Linked DNA regions of Mus musculus: all the other regions are linked to region 3. The links are chromatin contacts, called in public HiCAR-type and promoter capture Hi-C maps. All regions are on one chromosome and are shown on one strand. The core of a region is the stretch at or near the end of the contact, and the rest is flanking DNA. Distances in the headings are between cores, read along the strand shown. Region 1 holds the start of Kcnh2 (potassium voltage-gated channel, subfamily H (eag-related), member 2). Region 2 holds the start of Atg9b (autophagy related 9B). Region 3 holds the start of Pus7 (pseudouridylate synthase 7). Region 4 holds the start of Smarcd3 (SWI/SNF related, matrix associated, actin dependent regulator of chromatin, subfamily d, member 3).

Region 1 (2,747 bases), core at 36-2,535, 570 kb before region 3:
CAAGGACAGAGGCAGCTGCAAGCCCTCAGGAACCCCCACATGGCCCCATCCATCTAGACAGGCCTCTGATCCGGGTTGCAGGCAGGGGAGGGGATTCAAGGCCGCCTCAACTCCAGCTGCCTGGCTCCTCCCCACAGCAGGCCTGCTCAGCTGTCAACACTCGCCTCTCGGCCTTGCCCTGCCCCAGGCGTCGCTGAGCTGCTCAAATCAAGGACACCTCAGCCGCCCGAAGCCCCCTACTCAGGCCCCAACAGGCGGTGGGCAGGCAGTGGGCAGGCGGCTGGTGGACACCCTGCCTGCCCTTGAGCATCCTCAGACCTCTTTGCCTAAATAAGGGAGCTGCTGCTGGAGCGAGCCAGCTGGCAGGGGGAGGGGCCCAAGGCAAGGCCAGGGTTTTCCGAGGGGGCTGGGCCGCCCGGGCCGCCTCGGGGGGCCCCAAGCCCTCCTATTGGGCCTATGAGGTTCCTTCAGCAGAGGGAGGGAAGGCCTCTAGCTCACGGGGATCCCCTGGCTGGGACCTCGCACTCAAGGAAGGGCCTCGCTTTGCTCTTACAGCTAAAAGGCCGCAACTGCTGTCGGTCTCTTTGTACGTGTCATCCATGGAGAGATTCGAATAACCACCGAGAGGTTATAACTCCCTGGAGACAGGGGAGGCGTGCCTCTCTTACGGCTCACCCACCCTTGTCTCAAAATTTTACAGCTTCCACATTCCCTGTTCTTCCCATTTTCTGGCTGTCCCCTGGTCCTAGGGCGGCTCATCTCAGAGCCTAGGCCTCACTCAACCCCGTCACCCACAGCACATTCCGACATCGAGCTGTGGGTACTCAGCCTGCCCTAGGCGCAGCAGGGAAGCAGGAGATAAAGGGTTGGTCCTGTCCCCATCAAATCGGGTTTCTCAGTCCTGAGTCTGGGAGGGGGCGATATGCCCTTCTCCCTGGTCACCTCCAAACCGACCATCGCACCTGTCCTCACCGTTCCCCTACTTAAAGGTCCCTTCCCCCTCTCGGCGGAGCGCGAGTCCCGGGGGCGCGGTAGCGGAGCGAGGGGTTGGGACTCCGGGAGCGCTCGGCGCGGCTCAGCCAATAAGAAGGGCGGGCGCTCGGGGTGGCGGGGAGAGGGCGGTGCTGCCGGCGCGCGGCGACAGGAGGGGGCCGGGAGGCGGGGGCCGGAGCCGGAGGGGCGCGCGCCGCATTAACCCTTCAGCCGCCGGACCAAGCCGCAGGCGCTGCCCGAGCCGCGGGCGCTGGAGCGGCTGTCGGCGCGGCGGCGGCGGGCAGGCGTGAGCCGGGAGCCCGGCGCTGGAGCGGGCGGAGCGCGGCGCGGGGACGAGGTGCAGCCGGGCCCGTGGCACCACCAGCCCGGGTCGACAGACAGGTGTGCCGGCGCCGCAGCTCCAGCAGCTTCAGGCCCGGCCCAGGGTCCGGAGCCGGCAGCCACTAAGCAGAGCGGGAATCCCGCGCCCTCGGTCCAGTTCCGGCCCCGCCCGCACTCAGCTTGGCCGCGGGGTGCGGAGACCACGGCCCGGCCAGGCCACCCGAAGCCTAGTGCTGGGCCGGGCCGGGCCAGGGTGGGTGGGGGCCCGCCCGGCCCGCCCATGGGCTCAGGATGCCGGTGCGGAGGGGCCACGTCGCGCCGCAGAACACCTTCCTCGACACCATCATCCGCAAGTTTGAGGGCCAGAGTGAGTGGGGGAGGGGGCAAGGCGGGGAGGGGGTCTGGGGGGGTGGGTCCAGTTCTGCTGAGTGTGGCTGGGGGGGCGTGCCCGGGCCGTGTGCAGTGCAAAAATGTGAGTCAGTAGGGGCTGGTGGGCCCTGAGACTTACGCCAGGAGCCAAGGGGACAAGGCTTGGTGCCAGGGACCACTGGCATAGGACCAAGGGGCCTAGTGTTGCAGCTAGGGGTCGGAGAGTGAGTATGACACCAGGAATGTGCAGGAAAGGGAGGTGGGATGAGATGTGTAGGTGTTTCCAACTCTAAATGTCCAGAGTTGATGAGATTGTGTGTGTGTGCTGTCCTAAGACTGTTTATGACCTAAGCTGTTGGTCCCTAAAAGTACACTGCGCGTTCCAGTCTTGGCTGTGTTGTATGTGACAGACTAAAACTAGAGGTGTAGGATTAGTGACCAAATCTGCTCTTGAGTGTGTGACAAGTATATGGTCAAATCCCTGTGTCACTAATGAATTCGAGTCTGCATGGGCCGTGGAGAGGCGTCTCCGGCAAGTCCCCAAGATTGTGGGCCCTGTGCTGAGAGGCTGCTGCACACCTGAAGCTGGCTTTGGGGCGAACAGGCTGGCCATGGAGTTCCAGTGTGGTGGACTTTCCTGCTGGGGATGGTACCCCAAGCCCCTTTGGGTTTGGGTGACTACAACTCCCCTTATTCGGACCTGGCAAGGGAGACTTCCAGAAATGTGTCCTAGGCTAGGTGAATGTTTGGTGTTGGTGTGCCTGTCCTCAAGGCTGCATGTGCCACAGAGTGTGTGACTGCAAAGGGCCCCTGGAGCAGGAGGGTGACATTCCTTGCCTGTGACCCTGTGCACACAGGACAATGTGTGCTTTACTGTGTTGGGAGGGAGGGCTCAGTTGGATGGGCAGCATTGTCCCTAGACAGAGAACAGGATGATCCCGAAGAGGTGGTGCAGGCCTAAGGGCAGGGGGCAGGCCCTTGCTCGGGCTTTCTTTTCCTACCAGTTAGGTAGGCAGGGGCAGAATCTGAGAAGATCTTGGACTGGGTCCTAGAGGCTTGGCTTC
Region 2 (3,097 bases), core at 181-2,680, 610 kb before region 3:
CCCTCCACGCGAGAAAGGCACGCTATTGTCCACTGTCCACCAGGGGGTGCTGTTTCTAGCTCACATTTACTCTCTGGTAATCCATCTGGACATTTGAACATTGTTATGTTACTAGTATCATTGTCATTTATTGGTGGTGCTTCCGGGACTCAATTTTTCTTGAGCTGAGGGTCGCAAAGTCATGCTCTGGAATGAGCAGAGTGAAACTAGACAGAGCAATGAGCCAGAATTTGCTTGAGTTTGGGGCTGAGGAGATAAGGATGTGTGTAGAGGTAGTCTTAAGCAAGTATATACTATATGTGAGTAATGTCAGAGGGAGGTACCAGCTAAAGCCACACTTAACCTCTCTCTCTCTAGAGGTCTCAGAAAGATCATGGGAATTTCCTGCCACCGGGGTACCCCCCCACGCCCACTTCCTTGGGATTCCATTTTGCCACAAAGCATAGCTTTGCACCTTACCTAGACACAAAAGTATGGGAGTCATGAACTCTTGTTATATAAGAAAATCAGGCAGTCTGGGATAAACCTGTGGGATGTTCCATGGATGTCCTCCACGCTCCTCCAGGAAATGCTCTAGGAAGCACAGTTTTCCTCTCCGCCTCTGAGATACTGGCTTGATCGCTGGAGGCCCTGACACCTGCTCCATAAGTCAATATCTCAGGCATGGGCTTCAGTAGGGCAGTTGGTGACTCATGGCCTTGGGAATGGCGTTGGGCAAGCCATCAGACCAGCCACCTGGGCCTCCTCCTCCCGGGTGAGGCAACAACAAAGAACTCAACTGAGCCAGTCCATCCCCACACACCCAAATTATCCTCTCAAGGCCCCTGCCTTCCTGCGCTGACGTGTCTCAGGAGGCCCCGACACCAGGTCAGGACTGGAGGAGAGTACATCAGGGTTCAAGAGGATAAGGAAGATACAGTGGAACTCTCAAGGAACCAGCCTTTTTTCCTTAAGCTCCAATCTAGGATGGCTAGCACTCCTTCCTTTTACTCCTTGTTTTCTCCTGGCTAACCACAAAGTCTGCCCTCTTTCATTCAGAGAAAGAAAATATACAGCTTTTTTTTTTTTTTTTTTTTTTTAAGATAGGGTCAGATGTTGCCCAGAACAGCTTCAGTCTCCTGATCCCGCTACTCTGTCTCCTCCTAAGTGCTGGGAAATCTGAATGCACCTCCTGTTTGGGCATGTGGCCTTAAATCATTCTCTACTGACTGGTGCCCACAGGTGTGAAGGGATGGGAGTGCAATTGTAGGAACGAGAGCTTCACTATTTTGTCTGCACATGCTAGAGCCCTCTGATAGGATTTTGCTCTCTGTGCATATTATTTTTGTTGCAGCTGCCCTGTCTTTGCCACTTGTGCCCTTGAGGACTGAAAGCAGAGATCATAGGTGTCTCTTCTAATCCCAATAGCTCTTGAGCCCCTGCCTCCTAAACTGGTGTCCGTCCCAGGCATGGGGCTTGGGCCCCAGGTTGCCTTGCAAGGAGTGTGAGTGATCACACAGGTGGCTGAGGGTTGGCATGCCTGAGGCCTGCCCAGCCTGAGTCACCTAGTGCTGTTGTTGTCCTGCTCCTTGTTGAAGTCTCCGCTCAGCTTCACTGACCTCTGTGGAAACAACAGCAGTCCAGTCCCTTCAACCTCTCAAGAGAAGCTGCGGCCTGATGGTGAGACGAACGGGGTGGGGGGGGAGCAGGAGGCAACGGGGGCGGTGGGGAGACTTGGGGCCCAGCTCAGTGCCTCTGCTCCCTATGGCACTGCCACTGCCTGCTTCTCCATGCCGGGGAACTGGGGGAAGGAGGATCTCTGTCTTCTCTCTGTCCCCTGCCCCTCGCACAAGAAGCTGCTCCTCTTCAGTGTTCCCTCCGGCCTCAGGGTCTCCCTGCCTGGTGATTCAGGAGGCAGGGGCTTCTCAGACTCCACACAATGTCTTACCCACCCCGACCACACCCTCAACGCAGGCCCATCCCACAATGATACACACCTCTGCTTCCCCCTCGTGGGGGTCCCACTCCACCCCACCCCTGGCCTCGGCCACTCCCCCTCCCTCCTGCCCGCGCCCCCAGGACCATCCTGGGCTGCGGATGGGCCCTCTGATCCCTGAGCAGGACTATGAACGGCTAGAGGACTGTGACCCTGAGGGGTCTCAAGACTCCCCTATCCATGGGGAGGACCACCAACCCTTGCTTCATGTACCCGAAGGACTCCGCGGTGAGTGTGTGGGTATATGGAAGGTTGGGTGGGTTAGGGGGTCGAGGCAGGTTTGGGTTTGATAGAGAAATTAATCACAAATGGGACAATGCCAAGTCTTGACACTGTTTCTCTGTGCCCAGGTTCCTGGCATCACATCCAGAACCTGGACAGTTTTTTCACCAAGATATCCTTTGTGCCCAGCATGCAGAGGGGCATGGTGGGGGGACTGTGGAGCAGGGAAGAGTGGGGGAAGTTTCTACGGGAAGAGTCCGTAGGCTTAGGCAAATTTCTTGACAAACTTGCCACATCTACAGCTATCATCAGCGGAATGGCTTTGCCTGTATCCTGCTGGAGGATGTCTTCCAGCTGGGGTGAGAAGCCAGTCCTATCCCTAAGCTCTGCTCTTTCTTCTTGATTTTAGTATTTATTCTACTTTATTGATTTTTTGACCCAGGGTCTCATGTATCCTAGGCTAGACTTGAATTCCTGTCCCTCCTGCCTCCACTTCCTATGTGCTAGAATTACAGGCACAGTACTGTACCCAGTTTACGTGGTGCCGGAGATGAAATCCGGGGCTTTATATGCTAGGCAGACTCTGTCAACTGAGCTATGCCCCAGCTCTTCTTTTCAGTTTTAGGCTTGGTTGGGGCTCTGAAGGGCCAGGGGGCCAAATAGAGCTGCAGCCTGTCTGGTGTCTGGGCTAGGAGTCTGTCCGTCCGTCATGCCCCTAGCCTGAGCAGACCTCTCCTGCATCCTTTCCTCAGGCAGTTCATTTTCATTGTCACCTTTACAACCTTCCTCCTTCGCTGCGTGGATTACAATGTTCTCTTCAACAACCAACCAAAGAACCATACAAGACGTGGACCATTACACAGCAAAGTGACCTTGTCAGATGCCATTCTACCCTCGGCC
Region 3 (3,018 bases), core at 281-2,780:
AGACAGTTTAGTCAATACAGTGGGGACCTGTGTTCAGATCCTGCTAGTCATGTAGAAAGCTGGTCACAGCAGATCTGTGTAATCCAAGCAGTAGAGAGACAGAGATAAGATCTTTCGACTTGCCAGCTAACCAGTCCAGTTGAGCTCCAGGATCAATGAAAATTATTTACAAAAAGTAGGGTGAAGGGGCCATGGAGATGGATCGGAGGTAAGGGCACTTGCCAAGCAAGCCTGACGACTTGGCTTCCGTCCCCAGAAACCATGTAAGGTAGAAGGAGAGGACCAGCTTCTGCAGACTATGCTCCAGCCTCCACATGTACGCATGCCCACATCATAAACACACAATAATAATAAGTAACTAAGGTAGAGAGTGAAAGCGGAAAGCACCATGATGGGCCTCAGGTCTCCACAAACTCAGAACTGTACATGGACCTTAGTTTTTGATATTTTGATGGTCTTAGGCAACCCCTTGAAAGGGCCACTGGAACCCCAAGGGGTTAAGGAACTACTGATTGACACCGTTCAGAGTTCCAGTCAGGGAACGATGCTGGTCCTGTACGATTACAATGAACCCAGTCAGGATAGTCCAGCATAGGCATGACCAGGGCTTGTCTCCAAGGTAATTCTAGACTCTGTCAAATTGACAACACTAATCATCACATATGCAAACCTCACATATGTAAAACACATGGTTACAACAAACACCACACACACACACACACACACACACACACACGTCTAAGAGGAATACAAAGATCTGAAATAACAGGATTTTGTTTGTTTTGGTTTGGTTTTCTTTTTCTTTTTTTTTTTTTCTATTTTGTTTTTTCAAGACAGGGTTTCTCTGTATAGCCCTGGCTGTCCTGAAACTCACTCTGTAGACCAGGCTGGCCTCGAACTCAGAAATCTACCTGCTTCTGCTTCCCAAGTGCTGGGATTAACGGTGTGTACCATTACTGCCCAGGTTTTTGTTTGTTTGTTTAAAAAAAACCAAAACAACAGGGTCTTACCTAGGCCATGTTTACCTGGGATTCCTTACATATCCCAAAGTGCCCTTAAGTTTCTGATCCTTCTGTCCATATCACCTGAGTGCTTGGATTATGGGCTTTTGACTCTCCACAAATCTTGATTTATTTTATTATATTTTATTTTACCCTGAGTTGAAATCTGGCAAAATATTAGACCTGAAATGCTATGGAATGCTTTGATTTGGTCAGTTGGCTACTTGAAGCATGAGAAGAAAAATATATTTTATTTTTCTTTACGCCAAAGCATTAACCAGCTATGATGGAATCTTCTTGAAGACAGTCCTCCTGGGGAGCTGTCAAAGGTAAGAAACCCATTCTATTAATATGCACTATTAACCATAGCTGTGAAAGAAGCTCCCATTTAAGCACAATTAACAACTAATAAGGTAGTCTCTGTTTTTGAAGTCCTAAAGGTTTCTTTGCATAAGGCAAGTCACTTCCCAGGCGCCGATGGGCGGAGCGTCCTCGGGAGCGGAGGGCCGGTGGAGCGGGCCCCGCCCCGGGGCGTGGTCGGCGCGGCGCAGCGCCGCACGTGTGCGAGCCCGGCGGCTGGTGGGATAACCCGTCCCTGTGCGTCTCCACGCGGTGCAGCCTGTGCTGGTCGGCGCTGGCCGCCGCCTCCTGCGAGTCACCGCCGCCGCCCTCCCGCGTCCCGAGCCGAGCGTCCTCTTCTCCGCTCGGCCCGCGCCCTCAGGCTCCCGGTAAGTGCTCTGCTTTGCGGCGTGGCCCCAGGCCTCCGGAGAGGCGCGCGGCCGGGGAGGGAGGGCGGCCGTGGTCGCAGCTCGCGCTGCTCCCTGTTTCTCCGCCGCCAGCTCCACCTTCCCCGCTTGTCTTATTTCTGCTCCACGCACCCGGATCCTTGATCCCGGACCCCTAGTTCCCGATCCATGCTCCCCGATCCCGGCTATTCGCCCTGATCCCCGCCGTTCGTTAAGCGGCGCCGCGTCCCGATCCTCTGGCCGCGCCGCTGTGGGCTAGAACCTTCTTTTTCCACTTCTTCCTTGCTTTGTGGTGCCTCAGGCACTCCCCAAACTCAATTCCCTGTTAGAAAAACAAACCAGCCTTCCCCCGGTCCTGCTCAGCGCTCCCAGATCGTCCGAGCAGCCTGCACTGGTCCCGGCCTGGTGCTGGGTACTGGGCGCAGATGTTTTACTTGCTGGGCAGGCCTTAAGGGCCGCTGCTCTTCTCAACCACGGAGAAGCGATCAGGCTGACGTCTGGGGTCTTTTCTCCAACCTCTGCTGGGTGACAGTGCAGGCTACTTATTCTGTGGTCCATACCACCAAGCCCTTCACTGAGGGGCCTTTAAAATGGCCAGCACATGGTTATTGCTCTTAATTACTGCCAGTCAAGGAAGAAGGGTTTAGTTCAAGGCCATTTCTTTAAAAAAGAGATCTCTAAAATATAGGTGCTACTTTGTTTTGTTCCCACTCTTAAACAACAACAAAAATCTGTGGCCATCCGTAAAACACTATGCCTCAATGTCAGGGCAATGGTTTTACTAACGAAGGAGCTGTCAAATATCAGACTGTTCACTGTAGTGAGAAAGAGGGGAAACTATGTGCAGTCATTAGCAAATAACCAACAGTCAGAATTTGTTAACTTAACAAGTTTATTTGAATACATAAACCTCTTTTGTCTTGAGATAGGACTTACTATGTAGACCAGGCTGGCTTGAACTAGAGACACAAGTCTTTCTCAGCCTTTTGAGTGCTGCCCTTATAGGAGAGGGACGGCCACTTGAGTTCCCCTCTGAACATCTCTCTCTCTCTCTCTCTCTCTCTCTCTCTCTCTCTCTCTCTCTCTCTCTCTCTCTCTCTCTCTCTCTCTCTCTTTGGGGGAAGGGTTGAGGCAGAGTCTCTCTGTTATGTGGACTGTCAGTCCTGGAATTCTCTATGTAGACCAGGCTGGCCTGGAGCTGCTAGGCTTGGGTCAGTGCCAGCGTTCAGCACTCGTGTAGGAGGCTGGTTTGATCCAGGGCACCGATGAGC
Region 4 (3,101 bases), core at 67-2,566, 820 kb before region 3:
GGCTCAAATTGTATGTGTTCCCACAAGTTCCCTCAGGCATTGTCCCTCTCTCAGCGGCAGCCCCAGCTAGCCCATAAACCTGACCCTTGATTGTCCTGAAACCCGCGGACTCCTCCTTCAGAAGGTGGGGACAGGCGTGGCTTGTGGAATGGGCGGAGCTTGGGCTCAACCTAGGGATCTCAGGATTTGTCCCCTCCTTTCTGTTCTTCCTCCCCTCCAGGGATGGCCAGTTCTATCCACACTGTCCCATTTAGGGTTTCCTCGTCTTCCTACCCCACACTCCTGCTTTCTCTTCGGTTCTGGGGCGGACTTCACCAATCCCGAGCTCTCTGGGTCTCCGCGCCAAAGCCATCAAGCCCTGCTTGCCTCACCCTTTCCTCCTACCCACCCAAGTACCCACCCTGGATCCGCGCCATTCCTCACAATGTACTCCTCCTGTTCTCATGAGTCCAGTCCATGTCCCCTTTTCGGAAATATTTCCCCTATTGCCCTCACTTTCTCGCACAGAGACAAACAAAGACTCACAAGCCCAGAAATAGACTCCAACAGAGCTGAAAGACACAGGCCGTGTCCTGCCCCGCACGCACGCGCGCAGGCTCGGCGGCTCTTGTGAAGGGAAGCACACAGACTGGGCGTTTGTCAGTGCACGCACATAAACATCCACACCCACAGCCTCTGCGCCGTGCCACAAAAGGGTGCAGACACACGGTGTGCGAGACAAGGGCACACACATCTGCGGGCGCCCGGGAGCCCGCCTAGCCCGGCACACCCACCGCGCTGGCCCTGGGACAGGAGCAAGGCCTGCTTCGGGCTCGGGTTCCCCCCCAGATTCCTTCCAGCAAATGTTTCCCTACTTGGCCTGCCTGGTCCCAGGGGAAAGGGCCTCAGAAATGCTGCAGGAGCCACTTGGGGGAAAAAAGTTGGAACTGTCTGTTCCCTGCCTGGCCATGTCGGCGAATTCCCTAACCGAGAAACTATTTGTGGCGAGGGCAGAGTGGCTGGCGAGCCCCTTGTCACCTCCCGTGGTGTTCCCTCCCCGAGCCGCCACCGATGGGCCCCGGGCGGCCTGGGCGCAGCGCAGCTGCCCATCGCGCAGCCTCCGGGCAGATCGGCTCGTCTCGCCGCTTCTGTGCGCCGCTTGGACCACGCGGAGTGCACAGGAGGGCCGCTCCGTCCCCGGCGCGTCGCAGGCAGACCCCGGGCCGCCGGACTATTTCTGTCTTATCAGTGCAGGAATGCGGCAGCCGCGGCGGCGGCGGCGGCGGGCGGGCGGCGGCGGCGGCGTGGGCCGTGGGCCGTCAGGGCAGCCCTGAAGGGGCCCCCTCCCCACTCCGCTCGAGTAGAAGTGTGAGAGAGCCCAGCAGGACTCAGAGGGGAGAGTTGGAGGAAAAAAAAGGCAGAAAAGGGAAAGAAAGAGGAAGAGAGAGAGAGAGTGAGAGGAGCCGCTGAGCCCACCCCGATGGCCGCGGACGAAGTTGCCGGAGGGGCGCGCAAAGCCACGAAAAGCAAACTTTTTGAGTTTCTGGTCCATGGGGTGGTGAGTGGGGGAAAGTTAGCGGGGGAGGGTGAGCGAGCTGGCTCGGGCTGAATGGAGGGATGATCGGGAGGGGCCGCCGGCGCGCTCCGGCTCTCCCACCCCTTTGGTTGAGGGGCGCACGGTCACGGCCCAACCCTGGGACCTTGCGGGCGCCCTGGCATCCGAACACGTCGCCAAGCGGTCGGCTGGGGATGGGCGCGCGGCGGCCGGGAAGAGAGGCGTCGGCTTGGGTTCTTCTCAGGGGCAAGGGGTGGGATGTGGGCACCGTGCCTCCCCCAAGAGGGGGGTCCCCTCTGTAACTGACATGTCTCACATTCTTTTACTGGTGGGCTCAGGTGTTACCCCTGCCCTGGGGGTGGGGGTGGGGTGGTGACTCGAACACACAGCTAGGGCAGGGCTGCCTGTTGTCCCTGTTCATCCTTTGGGACAGGGTCACTCCGACTAGGTCTGAGCAGCTAGGAGCAGGTGACCTAAGAGCAAAAGCTCTCTGCTGAACAACCTCTGCATCCTAGCAGGAGGGCCTTGAGGACTTGGCCCTGCTGTCAGAGCTGAGAAGGGTCTACTTGTGAGACCTCAAGTTAAGCAGTCAGAAGATCTCCTTGGCAGGCTCAGCCACCAGAAGTTGATGACCTTAACACCTCAAAGGTGTGAAGGAGGGGCAGGAGTTGGGGACATGAGGCCTAGAAACCAAAGGGATAGTACTATACCGTTCTAACACACACACACACACACACTCACACACTCACGAAGACATGTGAGGAGTCTGAGGGTACCCAGGAACCTATTGAGGTGGAGAGCCTGCTGTGAGGAGCTCTAAGCCTGGGCATATGGAGGGAAGAGTCAGTCATATTTACTATGGCCAAATTTGGTTGTGACTCCAGGAAGCACCATTTCAGTGAGAGGCAAGGGCCCCCAGAATCTGACCCTTATGAGGCTGTTACTGATGGCAGGCTCCTGGGGGCCCCTAGAAGCCTTCTTCTCAGGGCCTCATTAGACCCAACAGTATCAGTGGCCTTGATGAATAGGAGAGTGGCTGATAGGGAAGAGGGCTTCTCTGTGGCAGCCTGTTCTCTAGCCATAGGGATCTCTGGGGTATAAATTCCAAGGCAGCCCTATGGGTTAGTGGAGTTACCAATCCTGACCTAGCTGCTTAAGAGTAGTTGCTTTAAAGACTACCATCCAGTGAAGAGGCTCTGCATATGGAATTGAATGTGGTCAACTTGGTAGTTCGGTTCTTGGATGATTAGAGTCCCCTCTATAGTGATGGAGAATGGCTAGGCTTGAGCTTCCACGCTGGTGACATTGGTGCTGTGAGTGACAGAGTCAGGTGGAATGGGGGAGGCAAGTTCAGGGACAGGCCTGTTTGACTATAGAAGAGATGGGCAGAGACAGCTGCTTGGCTCTGGGTGGAGACCTCAGAGGTAAGCAATGTAAGAGGAGAAAGGAAGCCCAGGGTTAGGGTTAGGGCTTCTTAATCCAGGGGGCAAGATGAGAAGGGTGTGTGTGTGCATGGCCTTCTGTAGCCCAGGCTGGCCTCAAATTCACTATATATCAGAGGGTGGTC

What was found. Promoter capture Hi-C pulls out the DNA fragments that hold promoters and counts their contacts. HiCAR-type assays count read pairs that join an accessible place to other places. Capture Hi-C pulls out chosen DNA fragments and counts their contacts.
Region 1: a HiCAR-type map of astrocytes shows a contact between it and region 3, with 2.5 times the contacts expected there. The contact joins the promoter of Kcnh2 here to the promoter of Pus7 in region 3. A contact is called at or near these places in 1 of 484 Hi-C or Micro-C datasets (CD4 T cells), 1 of 115 datasets of contacts at active chromatin or transcription factors (astrocytes) and 1 of 9 other capture datasets (adipose tissue).
Region 2: a contact with region 3 is called in a promoter capture Hi-C map of pre-B cells, with 2.9 times the contacts expected there. The contact joins the promoter of Atg9b here to the promoter of Pus7 in region 3. A contact is called at or near these places in 2 of 39 promoter capture datasets (the C10 cell line and pre-B cells) and 2 of 9 other capture datasets (adipose tissue and liver).
Region 4: a contact with region 3 is called in a promoter capture Hi-C map of liver, with 2.1 times the contacts expected there. The contact joins the promoter of Smarcd3 here to the promoter of Pus7 in region 3. A contact is called at or near these places in 2 of 484 Hi-C or Micro-C datasets (CD4 T cells and embryonic stem cells), 2 of 115 datasets of contacts at active chromatin or transcription factors (bone marrow-derived macrophages and extraembryonic endoderm stem cells) and 1 of 9 other capture datasets (liver).

Annotation. Positions count from the first base shown.
Region 1 is chr5:24,350,142-24,352,888 of GRCm38.p6, reverse strand. Kcnh2 (potassium voltage-gated channel, subfamily H (eag-related), member 2) reads left to right here and starts at 1,285. Exons shown (of 15, transcript NM_013569.2): 1 at 1,285-1,681. The coding sequence starts at 1,606.
Region 2 is chr5:24,390,476-24,393,572 of GRCm38.p6, reverse strand. It overlaps Atg9b (autophagy related 9B), which reads left to right and starts at 1,430. Exons shown (of 14, transcript NM_001002897.3): 1 at 1,430-2,203; 2 at 2,326-2,369; 3 at 2,492-2,556; 4 at 2,950-3,097. The coding sequence starts at 1,657.
Region 3 is chr5:23,782,223-23,785,240 of GRCm38.p6, reverse strand. It overlaps Pus7 (pseudouridylate synthase 7), which reads left to right and starts at 1,530. Exons shown (of 16, transcript NM_178403.5): 1 at 1,530-1,729.
Region 4 is chr5:24,600,217-24,603,317 of GRCm38.p6, reverse strand. Smarcd3 (SWI/SNF related, matrix associated, actin dependent regulator of chromatin, subfamily d, member 3) reads left to right here and starts at 1,316. Exons shown (of 13, transcript NM_025891.3): 1 at 1,316-1,537. The coding sequence starts at 1,460.